Regions from separate parts of the Anas platyrhynchos genome. Here regions 1 and 3 are each linked to region 2. A link is a contact called in public Hi-C data. All regions are on one chromosome and are shown on one strand. Each heading gives the region's core, a stretch centred on a gene start, on an enhancer-like site or on the middle of the called end of the contact. The rest is flanking DNA. Distances are from core to core; before and after follow the strand shown.

Evidence for each region. A called contact is a pair of places that touch in the nucleus more often than the background predicts.
Region 1: a contact with region 2 is called in a Hi-C map of skeletal muscle, with 2.4 times the contacts expected there. The contact joins two enhancer-like sites. A contact is called at or near these places in 3 of 8 Hi-C or Micro-C datasets (liver, skeletal muscle and subcutaneous adipose tissue).
Region 3: a Hi-C map of F5 follicle shows a contact between it and region 2, with 2.1 times the contacts expected there. The contact joins the promoter of IRF2 here to the enhancer-like site in region 2. A contact is called at or near these places in 7 of 8 Hi-C or Micro-C datasets (F1 follicle, F5 follicle, liver and 3 more).

The regions. Positions count from the first base shown.
Region 1 is chr4:23,766,520-23,770,272 of IASCAAS_PekinDuck_T2T, forward strand. LOC119716753 (a long non-coding RNA gene) reads left to right here. Exons shown (of 3, transcript XR_011808986.1): 2 at 1-2,627. Among named protein-coding and RNA genes, the nearest start is that of ENPP6, 41 kb to the left of the region's middle. Within about 2 kb of position 1,947, at least 2 of the 8 cell types and tissues checked have an H3K27ac peak or open chromatin away from gene starts, as enhancers often do. A contact at or near this core is called in subcutaneous adipose tissue, where this site is marked.
Region 2 is chr4:23,713,505-23,717,149 of IASCAAS_PekinDuck_T2T, forward strand. No RefSeq gene overlaps it. Among named protein-coding and RNA genes, the nearest start is that of ENPP6, 12 kb to the right of the region's middle. Within about 2 kb of position 1,532, at least 4 of the 8 cell types and tissues checked have an H3K27ac peak or open chromatin away from gene starts, as enhancers often do. A contact at or near this core is called in F1 follicle and subcutaneous adipose tissue, where this site is marked.
Region 3 is chr4:23,655,495-23,659,174 of IASCAAS_PekinDuck_T2T, forward strand. It overlaps IRF2 (interferon regulatory factor 2), which reads left to right and starts at 1,323. Exons shown (of 9, transcript XM_038178887.2): 1 at 1,323-1,457.

The sequences.
Region 1 (3,753 bases), core at 697-3,196, 53 kb after region 2:
ACCCTACATGTAAGTACCGCCCAAAGGTCAGTTCCTTCTTTTTTTACAGAGTAAACCAACAAATCCAGAAGTCTTCTTTTGTAGCCTGGTGGCTGGTGGCAACCGGGCAGGCTCCTCCTCACCAACATCCCACATGCTTCAGTTTTAGAAAGGCAAACATATACTAAAATGCACTCGAATATATACTTATGCATAGGATTTATTGTCATTTCTAACAAATATTTCAAATTCTTCAACATAATCTTTCCTTCCAAATGAGAATTCCTTCTCCAAGAGACATCAGAGAGGTAATGTAGCTTTTACATGTGCAGTGATAAAATCAATCTAAAAATATGCAGTGATATTAAGAGAAAAATATATATATATTAAAATAAAATTGCACTCTAACATATGCTGTGTTCCACTTTGATATACACTGGGCATTTGACTATATAACAACATTTCCTTAAAAGTTCTAAAAATCAGCAATGTGCTCAACATACTTCCAGTCAATATTAAGTCTTTTATTAGCTTCTGGCTCAATGGAAGTCCACTCATCTACAGGCAAATGTTTTAAACATGGCAAAAGAGCTCTTTGAAACTATTTGTCATCCTGTAAGGCTTTACTTTGCTGCTGCTTCTTTTTTTTTTTTTTCTCATTTCTACCATCAAAAGTAAGAGGGGTTTTCATTTTATTTTAGAGCATTTCTCTGCAATCTGTGATTTGGTGAAAGCGTTATGTGCTGTACAGCATCGGAGCATGAGAAATAGTCACTCCACACCGGGTTATAGCTGATAATAAAACCATAAGAGGAGAGTGGGCTACCTTTAAGGAGGAACAATAAATATAGCAGCTACCTTAGGCGGTGAGGGCCCTTGAGGTTCTTCTTATGAGTGAATAATAAATCTCCAGGGTCCACTGGAGACTACTTACAAATAAAACTCCGCAGTCAGAGGAAAAATGACTTTCCTCAGAAGTCTGTGAGAAAGAGGAGACGGAAAGCTAGCGCTGCGTGTGCGGGGGAAGCCCCCCAGGGCCGAGCAAGGAGGAAGGCAAAGGAGAGGGGTGAGAACAAAATGTGCCTGGTTCGCTTTATAGGCTTGGGAGGGAATGTTGCCTGAAGTTAGGGCTGCAGACACTTGCTTTTACAAGGTTTTCGGGTGCTCCCTGTTTTTGAAAATTAAATTCTCTGAGTCAGTTTTTCTCACTTCAGGCGGTGACCTGAAGCCCAAAGCTCCCGGCTTGCTGCCTGCAGGGCGGTTCGAGCTGGCTCTTGCCCAAGCAGCCGCCTTTTGCTGGTGTCCCGTGGGGCTGCTGTCACACGGCCATTCCCCTCGGGGCAGCGGGGCACACCACACCGCCTGCTGTGTCACGTTTCCTACCAAGGAGCCGTGGAACAACGCCCTGAAATGTCCTACCACATGGGACAGTCATCGGCACCCCAGGACGAGGCAGGTGGCTTCTCCTGGCCTCCTCCCCCCGGTCCCTTTGTTTGGCTGGAGATTTTGTGTAGCCTGTGCGTGGGGCGCACAGACATAAAGGGCTGGGCTGGGCAAGGTTGTCCCCGTCTGTGCAGTGCCACCGTACGTGCAGCTGAAGTTGAGGACTCAACCAAAAGCTTCCTTTTTCAGGCAAACTGTCTCAGTGCGCCTTTAGCAGAAGAGGACTAGTTACATGGCCCTGCCTAGGTTAAATGTATACGTATAAATGTATATAAATGTTGCTGTTCCACTGAGGGCCATGCCTGAGATCAGGGTTACAGCTGGCCCGGCTGCATGCAAGCATCTGAAAACCATCATCCACTTGTGTCCAGCAGCAGCCGGCTGAGTCGTGGCAGCTGGCTGCTAAATAGGACTTTGCTGGCAAGAAAACTTTGGGACTGAGCCAGAGGCACGCAGGGAACTGGACACAGCAGAGGTGTTCCCCGCATGGCCTCCTCATGCTGGGGCTGGCCGGCTGGGGCCTGCTGTGCAGAGGAGGAGGAGAAGGAGGAGGAGGAGCAGGAGCTGGGCAATGCGCTGCAAGAAGCCGTGCAGTGGGAGCAGGAGTCTCACCGCAGAGGCAGGGCAGGGGCTGCCTTGCAGGCAGCATTCAGCTGCCAAGCGAGGAAGGCAAACGCCCTCCCCTGCTGTCCCCGTCCGGTCACTGCCCACAGCAGCGAGGCGCAGCCAGCTCCAAAGTTTGCACTCCTGTGTCTTCACGTCTGCAGCCTTGATGGCAACCCCTGGCAGCCTCTGCCCAGTGGTGCCCGTGTGCTGCTTGGTGCAGGTGGGGGAGGACCACTGCTCTGCAGCAAGGGCAGATTCCAGGTGCGTATGACATGGCTTGCGCTGAAATCCTTGCAATGCACAAGCCGCCCTGTAAAGTTAGCCGCTTAGACGCGTTTTTCCCCAAAACCCAGCTAAAAGGACCCAGAAAGATGTTCAAGGATGGGGCATCCCAAGTGCTACACTCGGTCTAGGGAGGCCAGCGGCCCCAGCCCCTGCCACAGGCTGCTCCCAATAGTCGCCCTGCAGGCTCGGCTCCTCTGCTCGGTTTCTGCGCTCCCGGTGCTCCTGGCTCCATCCCAGCAGGACCCAGCCCACGTGTGCCAGGCCTGTGGACAGGAAGGCTGCTGTCACCATGTGACTGCGATGGTGCCCAGAGGGTAAGAAACATTTCTGCTCACTCATTTCCAAATAACTGGCAGCACAGGGTTAGGTTTTCCGTGCTCATCAGGACAAGAAACGAGAAAAAAATAAATACATAAAAAAATGTACTTGGGATTTCCTGTTCCCAATCCTCATTTATCACTGTGACATTATCCTGTGACAGCGGGGCTAAAAATACTTGGTTAAAGACAAGGACCTGAAGGCGCAGGAGGAGGCTGCTCACAAACACAAGCTCAGCCATCACCACAAAGCCACTGGGGGCTGTGCAGGTCCCCGCATCTTTGAACCCGCTGCAAACCCCTTCACCCTTCACCCACCGGTGGTGGTGAGCAGGAGTGTTATTTTTTGTAGTTTTTGTAATTGTTTTCCAAAGCATTTAGCTGGGACCTCTCCTGGCACCCTGAGGAAGACACATGTGACCTGTTGGTTTAGCATCGGTGCAGGTTTGGGGTCTTCGAGCCCTCAAAACACAGAGATGTTGGGTTAAAGAAGGAGCAGCAGTCAAAAGGAGGGAGAGAACAGGAGGGATGAAAAGTGGGGGCAGGTTTTGATGCCTTTTCTGAAAACCACCAAGCTGGAACAGCACGGTTTGAAGGGAAGTGCTGACAGCAGCTCCTGTGCTGAGCACCTCTTCTTCGGGGTCATTCAAATGAGTGGGGAGAGTGAAAAAGAGAAAGGAATGGGACAGTGAGGAAAAGACCCCACAGGATTAGGATGACATTTTAAGCAGGGAAGGTGAGAAAAGGGGCAGAGGACGTTTCCTGTCAAGCAATGAATGGGGAAAACAAAACAACCTGAAGGGGGGAAATGCCAAGAAGGAGCAGAAGAGGTGGGGATGCTGACAGAGCAGGACACCACAGGAAATACACTGGTAGGAAAAAACAGACCCTAAGCTGTCAGCGGAGAGGCTGATGGAAAAGAGCAGTCCTGGAGAGGAGAGCCTTCACAAATACCTCACAAGGTATTTGTAGATGAGGAGGGATGGAAATCTGCTGCTCTGAGGCCAGTGCTCCCGGCAGAAAGGCACAATCCAACAGAAAGATAAAAGGTCTTCAGGGAAGCAGTGGGCATAGACATTTAAAGTAAGGTACGGACCACATTTAAGCTGTCTGCTGTCTGCTC
Region 2 (3,645 bases), core at 282-2,781:
CATTAGTGGACTGTAGGATGCCCAAATCAAAAGGAGTGCAAGCCTTGGATTATGGGAAGGGGGGGGGGGGGAGGGAAGAAAGAAAAGAAAGGAAGAGAAGAGGATCTAAAAGCAGTAGGAATCCTATGTACTTCTTGTATGCTAAAAACCTAGGAAAGTTATGGTTTTAAGGGGCAAAAAGAATGCATTAATCTTGATTTTGTTTGACTAGGGAGGCCCTAGACTTCAGACACACAGTGCTCCTGCTTCTGTATCATAGTGGATATTGCACCCTGAACATTTTGTTCACTTTGGCATTGAACAGATGGCAAGAAACTGGAAGGGATTCAAACAGCAGTAGACGAGATGTAAGAGACACTGGAAGAACTGGCTTGAGAAACAAGCAAGCAAATGCAAAATTAGAGATGGGAAATGTGCTAGAGCTATTTGGAGAGCATAAAGCCACCGAGAGAGGGGAACTTCTTAGTTTAACAGAACAGACCATAATCAAAAGGAGAGCACCATGAGTAACCCAGTGCTTTGGCAAGCAAGTACGAGCTGATGGTGCTGCGCTGATGTAAGCTGCCTGTCCTTTCTCTTGCCCTTCTGCTACAACTGAGGCACAGCAGAGCAGGCAGCACAAGCTCCCTCAGAGAGCTTGGGGAGCTGGTAAGTGGCTCAGAGAAGCAGTGTGGCTCAAACAGCTTTGCCTTATGCCCCCAGGTGTTGGGCTGTGGGCAGGCAGAGCCATGCAGTGCTGGGGCTGGAGGCTGTGCCTGGTGAAGGTGGTGGTGCCACCTGCCCTCCCTGTGAATGGGGCCTGCTGAGCATCCTCCTGGCTCCCCTTTCTCACTTTCCAACACTCGTCTCCATTTCCAAAGCTGGCCAGCAGAAAGCTGCAGATGCCCACAGTGAACCCATCAAAAATATCTTCCTGCCTTATGTTGGAGCTCTTCTGTGGCATGTGGCTTCTTCACAGCTGGCGGTGTTCTGTGGGATGCCTGTGCCTGCAGCTGAGCAGAGGGGTGCTGGGTTCCTGGAGGGATGTTCACCCGCAAACCCATGTGCCCGCACCCTGGATGCCGCAGCAGCTCAGGCCAGCAGTGCTGCTTGCGGCCTCCCCTTTTGTGGCTGGGGCAACTGTTGTGTGATGAAGTGTGTTGGGATCTGGGCCAGGAGCAGGGCTGTGGAAAGGAAAAACAGAAAAATAACAACAGCAAACATGGCACGATGTCAAGCCGCTGACATTCAGGCAGCCCTCCCGCCTGGCGTCAAGGCTGCGCCCCTGCAACCGAGCCTCATCGCGGCCTGCCCCGAGTCGCCTCATGGAGCAGCCCATGAGCTGCTGCTTTCTTTCTCCCTCATGGCAAACAAGAACAAACTGTACCTACTGCTCATCCTGTTGTTCTTTGGGGAAGGGGTCCAGACAATGAAACACACAGCACCAAGCAGCCAAGCTGACAGAGCAGGCCACGTGCGGCGGGATGCCAGGCTGCAGCGCCTCGGGTATTGGTCTGAGCCAGAACAGCTTGCACCCGCTTTGGTGGAAATCCCCCTGCTGAAAGAGAGGGGTGTTATGAAATCTGCCTGCCCCACACACGTGGGAGCCAGGCAGGAGTAGTGGGATGTGGAGCCAGCCGCACACAGCAGCCACTGACCTCTGGCAGGCTGGGACCCCCGTCCCCAATTTCCAGGATCGCAAAGCCCTCGCCAGGCTGGCCTGCTGCACGGGGAGGATGAGGGGGTATTGAGGGAAGAAGGTTGTTTTCTAAACAAGGGAAGGGGAAATTGCCTCTGTTCCCAGGCAGGGTGGCAATAAGAGGAAATGCTGTTTTGTCCCAGCCGGTCTCTGTTGGCTTCGCAGGACTTTTGGTCACCACCAGCCTTGGTAACCGCTGCCTGTAGGCAAAACACTCCAAGGCAGGGATGCCGTGAGGAGAAACACTTTAACCCAGCTTTTAACTGAGTGCAAGCAGTGCTCTGCCCAGTCCTATCTCCCCACCATCAGTTTCACTTCACACTGAGGTGCCAAATCTGCATGGTTTAGCCCCAGGCAGCCCACAGCACATCAGCCCAGCCACGGCGCAGCTGTCTGCAGCAAGCCCCGTCCCTCACGGGTGGAGGTTGCCAGCACAGCAATTTGGCCGTGGGTTTGGCTGCAGCTGAGAGCTGAAGCACTCGTGTGTTTGGGCTGACATCTAGTGTCGGTGTGGATGAGCCCAGAGAAACCAGCCCTGCTTCTCCCGGCCTGCCAGTGATGAGGAAGATGGTTTGGTGCTTCTGCTGATTTGACTGCAGGTCTGACCCATAACCCACGAAAATCTCTTCTTCTATTAACTACTGAGGAAAATAATAACAATGGGTCGCTCAAAACGTTAGTGAACAAATGGCCTGGAAGTCACAAAACCAGCTCAAGTTGCTTTGCTATTTTGTTGTCACCTCCTCGTGAAGCATCACAAGGACTAGGGACTGGTCTTGAGCAGTAGAAGTCACTTACAGGGAGGAAGGTAGTTGACGCAGTACCACCTAATGGTAGGATATGATTTCAAGGCACTTTTCCCATCAAAATCATTTGGTATGGTCTTCAGTAAACCCTGTAGCCACTGCCTTGATTTGTTATTATTGGCTTGAGAGCCATATCTCATGTGGGCTAATCCTCCTTGACAGATCTTTCCACAAAAGCCAGCACACCAGCTCAAGTCAGTTCACCCTAATGTCTGTCTCACTCCCAAGATGGGTACTTCTGAGACCTACAGAGTTTTCGGAAGCCACTCGTGGACTCAGCCCCTCCATAGACCTGTGGATTGCGACAGGATGGGCAACGTGTCCTTGTAATGGGCACTTCCCAAAGAAGCAGGAACAGGATTTGGGTTTGGGAATACATGAAGCAACAGGAAAATATGTCGCTGCTGTCCCTACCCCCTGCAACTGGGAGGGAGACCCATGCAAGAGGATGCCTGGTGCTCTAGCCCCAGCTGGCAGTGTTTGCACAGGAGCAGGCTTTTGGGCACTCTGAAAGGGGCAGATGAGGTCATGGAGCAGATCTCTCAGTGATGCTGCAGGCACCCTGACACTACAGTTTGCAGCTCACAAGACTGCTGCTGCTGTTTAACCCTTAAATGCCCTGTCTTTCCTTTCAGGTTCCCCATCTAATAGGAGTCTTAGTCAACCAGGGAACTCACAGTTAAGCTCAGATGGCACAGGGCACTTTGTCCAACCAGAAGTATTTCCTCTGTACACACTTCAACTCTGGAAAGTACATGGAGACACTTTATATAACTGTGAACCATGTAAGGACAAAGTATTCCCTCATATTGTTCTGGCTGTGGTATATTTTACTTCATGCAGTGTCGGAGTATATACATGTCTACATTTATGGCTGCTGTTTATATTAAATACAGTCCTCTCTTTTTCTTCATTACCACATTAGCAATATTTTTCTCTGCTGCCCTTACTTTACATGCTATCTCCTTCCCCAGTGTAAAACCAAAATAGCAAAAACTTGATCTTGGGACATAAAAAGTGCCACTGCAAAACAACTTCTGCAGAGGAGCTGCAGCAGCTGAAAGCATCCATCATTGACAAGGATGGGGCTGATAGCATGAACAATGTACATCGAGGGTAACATCAAGGCTTTGGGGTTTTCTAATCCTCGTTCATTAAATC
Region 3 (3,680 bases), core at 73-2,572, 58 kb before region 2:
GTGCTGATTTAAAGCTAGACACCCTGGGCCCCCTTCTCTCTCCTGAGTTTGCTTATATGGCTCTATCTTTTCTGACAGTTTTCCACCACTCTCTCTTTGGCTCTTGCCAACTTTCATCCTGTCCTTTACCCAAGGACACCGAATCCTTGTGATTTCCCTGCCAGGGGATGCACGCTCCCAAGTGCTCTTCAGTACCTGTCTACTTTCCATCTCTTTGGTCTAAAACTCCCCTGTGACCTTCCCAATTTGAAGGCCAGCCATGCAGTCCCATGAGGGCTTCATGGAAATCAGTCTGCCTGGGCTCTTTTCTCCTGGAAGTACCTGAAAGTGCCATGTGCCTCCAACCCTTCCTTACAGCTCCTTCTCATCCCTCCTGGGACCTGTCCCTTTCCCATTGGTGCTGACCTCCCCATCCTGCTGTATTTCTGCAGGAGACGCAGAAAAACCATCCTGCCTAGCACTCTAAACCTTGCTCCCTAAACCTCTCTCTTGCCCTTTCCTGTCACATATGTACAAGTGGTCCACGGCCTCCTGTGAGGCCCTGGTGGTTTTCAGGAGGTGGTGGATCCCTGACAGCCTAAATGCTGCTATGATTGCCTTCTCCTCGGTGTGAAGAGATCACACCCCGGCGAGAAGGGCTCATCACCTACAAGGGCAGGCACCTCAGGCTCCTGTGTGTGGCCAGGGCTGCGTGTCCTTGGGGCACCTATGTGCCCAGGGAACACCTCCATCTCCTTTTGCCACCCCACTGGAGCAGGGTGCGAGCAAACGGAGGTATCCTGGTGTGCATCCACACGCGTGTGCACCACTTGTTCACCTGGGTAAGTGTGCAGAGGACACGTGTAGGTATACGTGTATGAGGGAAATGTTTGCGTACTGTAATTCTGTGGGACCAGATCTCCTATCTCCCAGTGTCCCTAACCCACGGGGCCTTCCCTCCATCACTGGGGAGGCAGCCAGCGATGCCAGCCCCCTCCCCTGGGCCGCTGTGACACCCTGCAGCCCCTCAGCCTGCCCCCAGCCACCACCACCGGGGGCGGCTCTGCAAAGCTCCGGCCGCCCCCCGGGGGCCCGCTGCGGGGCTGTGGGAGCCGAGGGCCGCCCTTGCTGGCAGCGGGGCCGCGCCGGGCCCGGTGTCGGGGCCGTGCCGAGCTGTGGGGCCGAGCCCGGCCCCGGGCCCGGCGCTGAGCCCTGCCCCGAGCCCTGCCCCCGCCGCCTGCGCGGCCGCCCCGGCCCGGCCCGGCCCGGCGGGGAGGGAGGGAGGGAGGGAAGGAGGCGGGGGGATTTCCAAGCGCCGGCTGCTCGCCGCTTCCTCTCCTTGTTTTGCTTTCGATCTGGCCCTGCTCGGCGCCCGGGCGGAGGAGGAGGAGGAGGAGGAGGGAGGCACTTTTAGTTTTGCTCCCGCGATTATTCAGCGCCTGTTTGCATTTCCAGCCCGCGTCCCCTGGCAACCGGCGGTAACCTTGCGGGAGCCGCGCCGCGAAGGGACGGGGACGGCGACGGCGACGGGGCCGGGGCCGGGGCCGCTGCCCGCACAGCGCCGGTACCGCCGCGCTCCCGGATCGCTGCGGGGCTGGGGGGGCAGGGGGGCAGCGGGGCCGCTGCGGGGGGAAGAGGAGGAGGAAGGAGGAGGACGAAGGGGAGGGGGGGAGGCCGCGGCGGCAGGGCACGGGCCGCGCTGCCGTGGGGTGTGCGTGTGCTTATTTTATTTGGGGGGGTGCATTAAACCCAGGCACTTGTTGCGGGGCTCGGGGGCCGCGCTGCGGGCCCGCAGCGGGCGGGCGGGGGGCGCTGGCGCTGCCCCGGCCCCGGCCCCGGCCCCGGCCCCTCCCGGCGGGCCCGCGCGTTACACAAGCGGCGGCCGCGCCTCCGCCTCCCCCCGCCCCGCGCCGCGCCGGGCGGCGCCTCCGCCCCTGCGGCCTCCGGCAGCGCGCAGCCACCGGCACCCGGCCCGCGCTGGGCCCCGCCGCCACCACGGGCTCGGGGCGGCTCCGTCCCCGGCAGGGGGGTGGTGGTGGTGAAGGGGGGGGGGGTGGTGCGGGCTGAGCTGGGCAGAGGGGGGTGTCCGCAGCGCTGTGAGCCGCTCCGCAGGGCTCCTGTGTTTGCACTCATGGCTCCCGTGAGGCAGGCAGCCTGCTCCTGGTCATCGGGTGGCTGTCAGGTGCCGCTCAGCCTCCTGGAGGCAGGAGCAGCGTGGGCTGGGACCTCCCTTTCCCGAGATGAAGCACCCCGTCTGTATAGGTGCGCACCCCGCGCGGATTTGCATGGGATGCCCTTTGCAGGGTGCCCTTGTTAGCACCATGAAAAGGGAGCTGGATGTGGCAGCAGAAATTTACATTCTCCCTAATACGGAAATGGTGACATAATTGTACAACTAGCGCGATTGATCTGTGGGGCAGATGGTTGCTGTCTGAATCACAATCTTTCCGTGCCACTGGCCTCTTCTGAGGCTCCTCTGTCCCACGCTGGTGATGCCCCGCGGGGGAATTACCCCGAGTGCCCCCTGCACGCCTGGGCCCTTTCGGCTGTCAGAAACACGGCGTGGTTGGTGTGGGAGCACGGAGCCCTGCGAGGTGACAGTGCCTCACAGCACGGGCAGGTAACAAAACAGTCACGAAACAAAACAAAACGGGGATCCCAGCTGGCAGGCACGGCTGTCGGCCTCACGTTTGGCGTTCCTCCCCGCGTGGTGTCTCTATCAGAAGGTGGCAGGCCGGGCTCTTGGGAAGGGCTGCGCGTCACAGGCCATGCTGCGTGGGGAGAGGCAGATAACAGGCTTGAGAAGTAAAATAGAGCTGTTGGGGGGTACAGACCCAAACCTACATCGCGTGGAGGCCTCCAGCTCTGTGGTGGGACCAGGTGGCGTTGGAGGGAGGTGGAGTCTTAATGCACAGGAGAGAAAGTGATGCAGAAGAAAGGGGCTAAGATTCAAGAGGAAATATATTTGAAATAGAACAAGTCTACATTAAAAAGGGGACTTTATCTAAATAAATTTGCAGCCAGGCTATGTATGCCTTAAATTGAAGCATAAACTTATTTATATGTAATAAGTATAAAACAATATACGTTTTAAATTGAAGCTTTAAACCTATAGGAAAGACCTACAGGCGAAGAACATGGTTTGCTGGGACACATCCTATCTTGGAGAGGATCATCCCTATTTTAAAATATTATTAAAATTACATAAACGTTGCATACTAAATATTATATAATATAAATATTGCCTATTGTCTTAATAATGACCCCTACTGAAACATCTCCATGGTACAATACTCAGAGTACCAGAAACTTTGCAGGAGCTCAGAGAGTGTGGTGACAAACTACAGATGGCGTAAGGAGGACCGAGTAGCTGCCACGTGCATGGAGCGGGATGCTTTTTGTTAAAGCCCATAACTGTTTCAGGAAGTAACACAGGATCTCATGAACTGGTGCTCCAGGCCCAAATAGGAAGAGCATAGATGAAGGCTGTGTGACTGCCTGCCCAACCAAGGTGTTGACAGCGACTGTCAGACATCAAGGGAGATCAGAGAGGATGCAAAAGTAGGAAATACAAAGGTAATGGAAGGCTTCGGTTGCCCCCATGCCAATTGTCATGTTCCAACATGAAGCTTGCCCAGGTCCTAAGTTTTTAAGGTTTTTTCTGGGTGTAGATTGCCAGGGCACTCTGTGGGTGGCAGCTC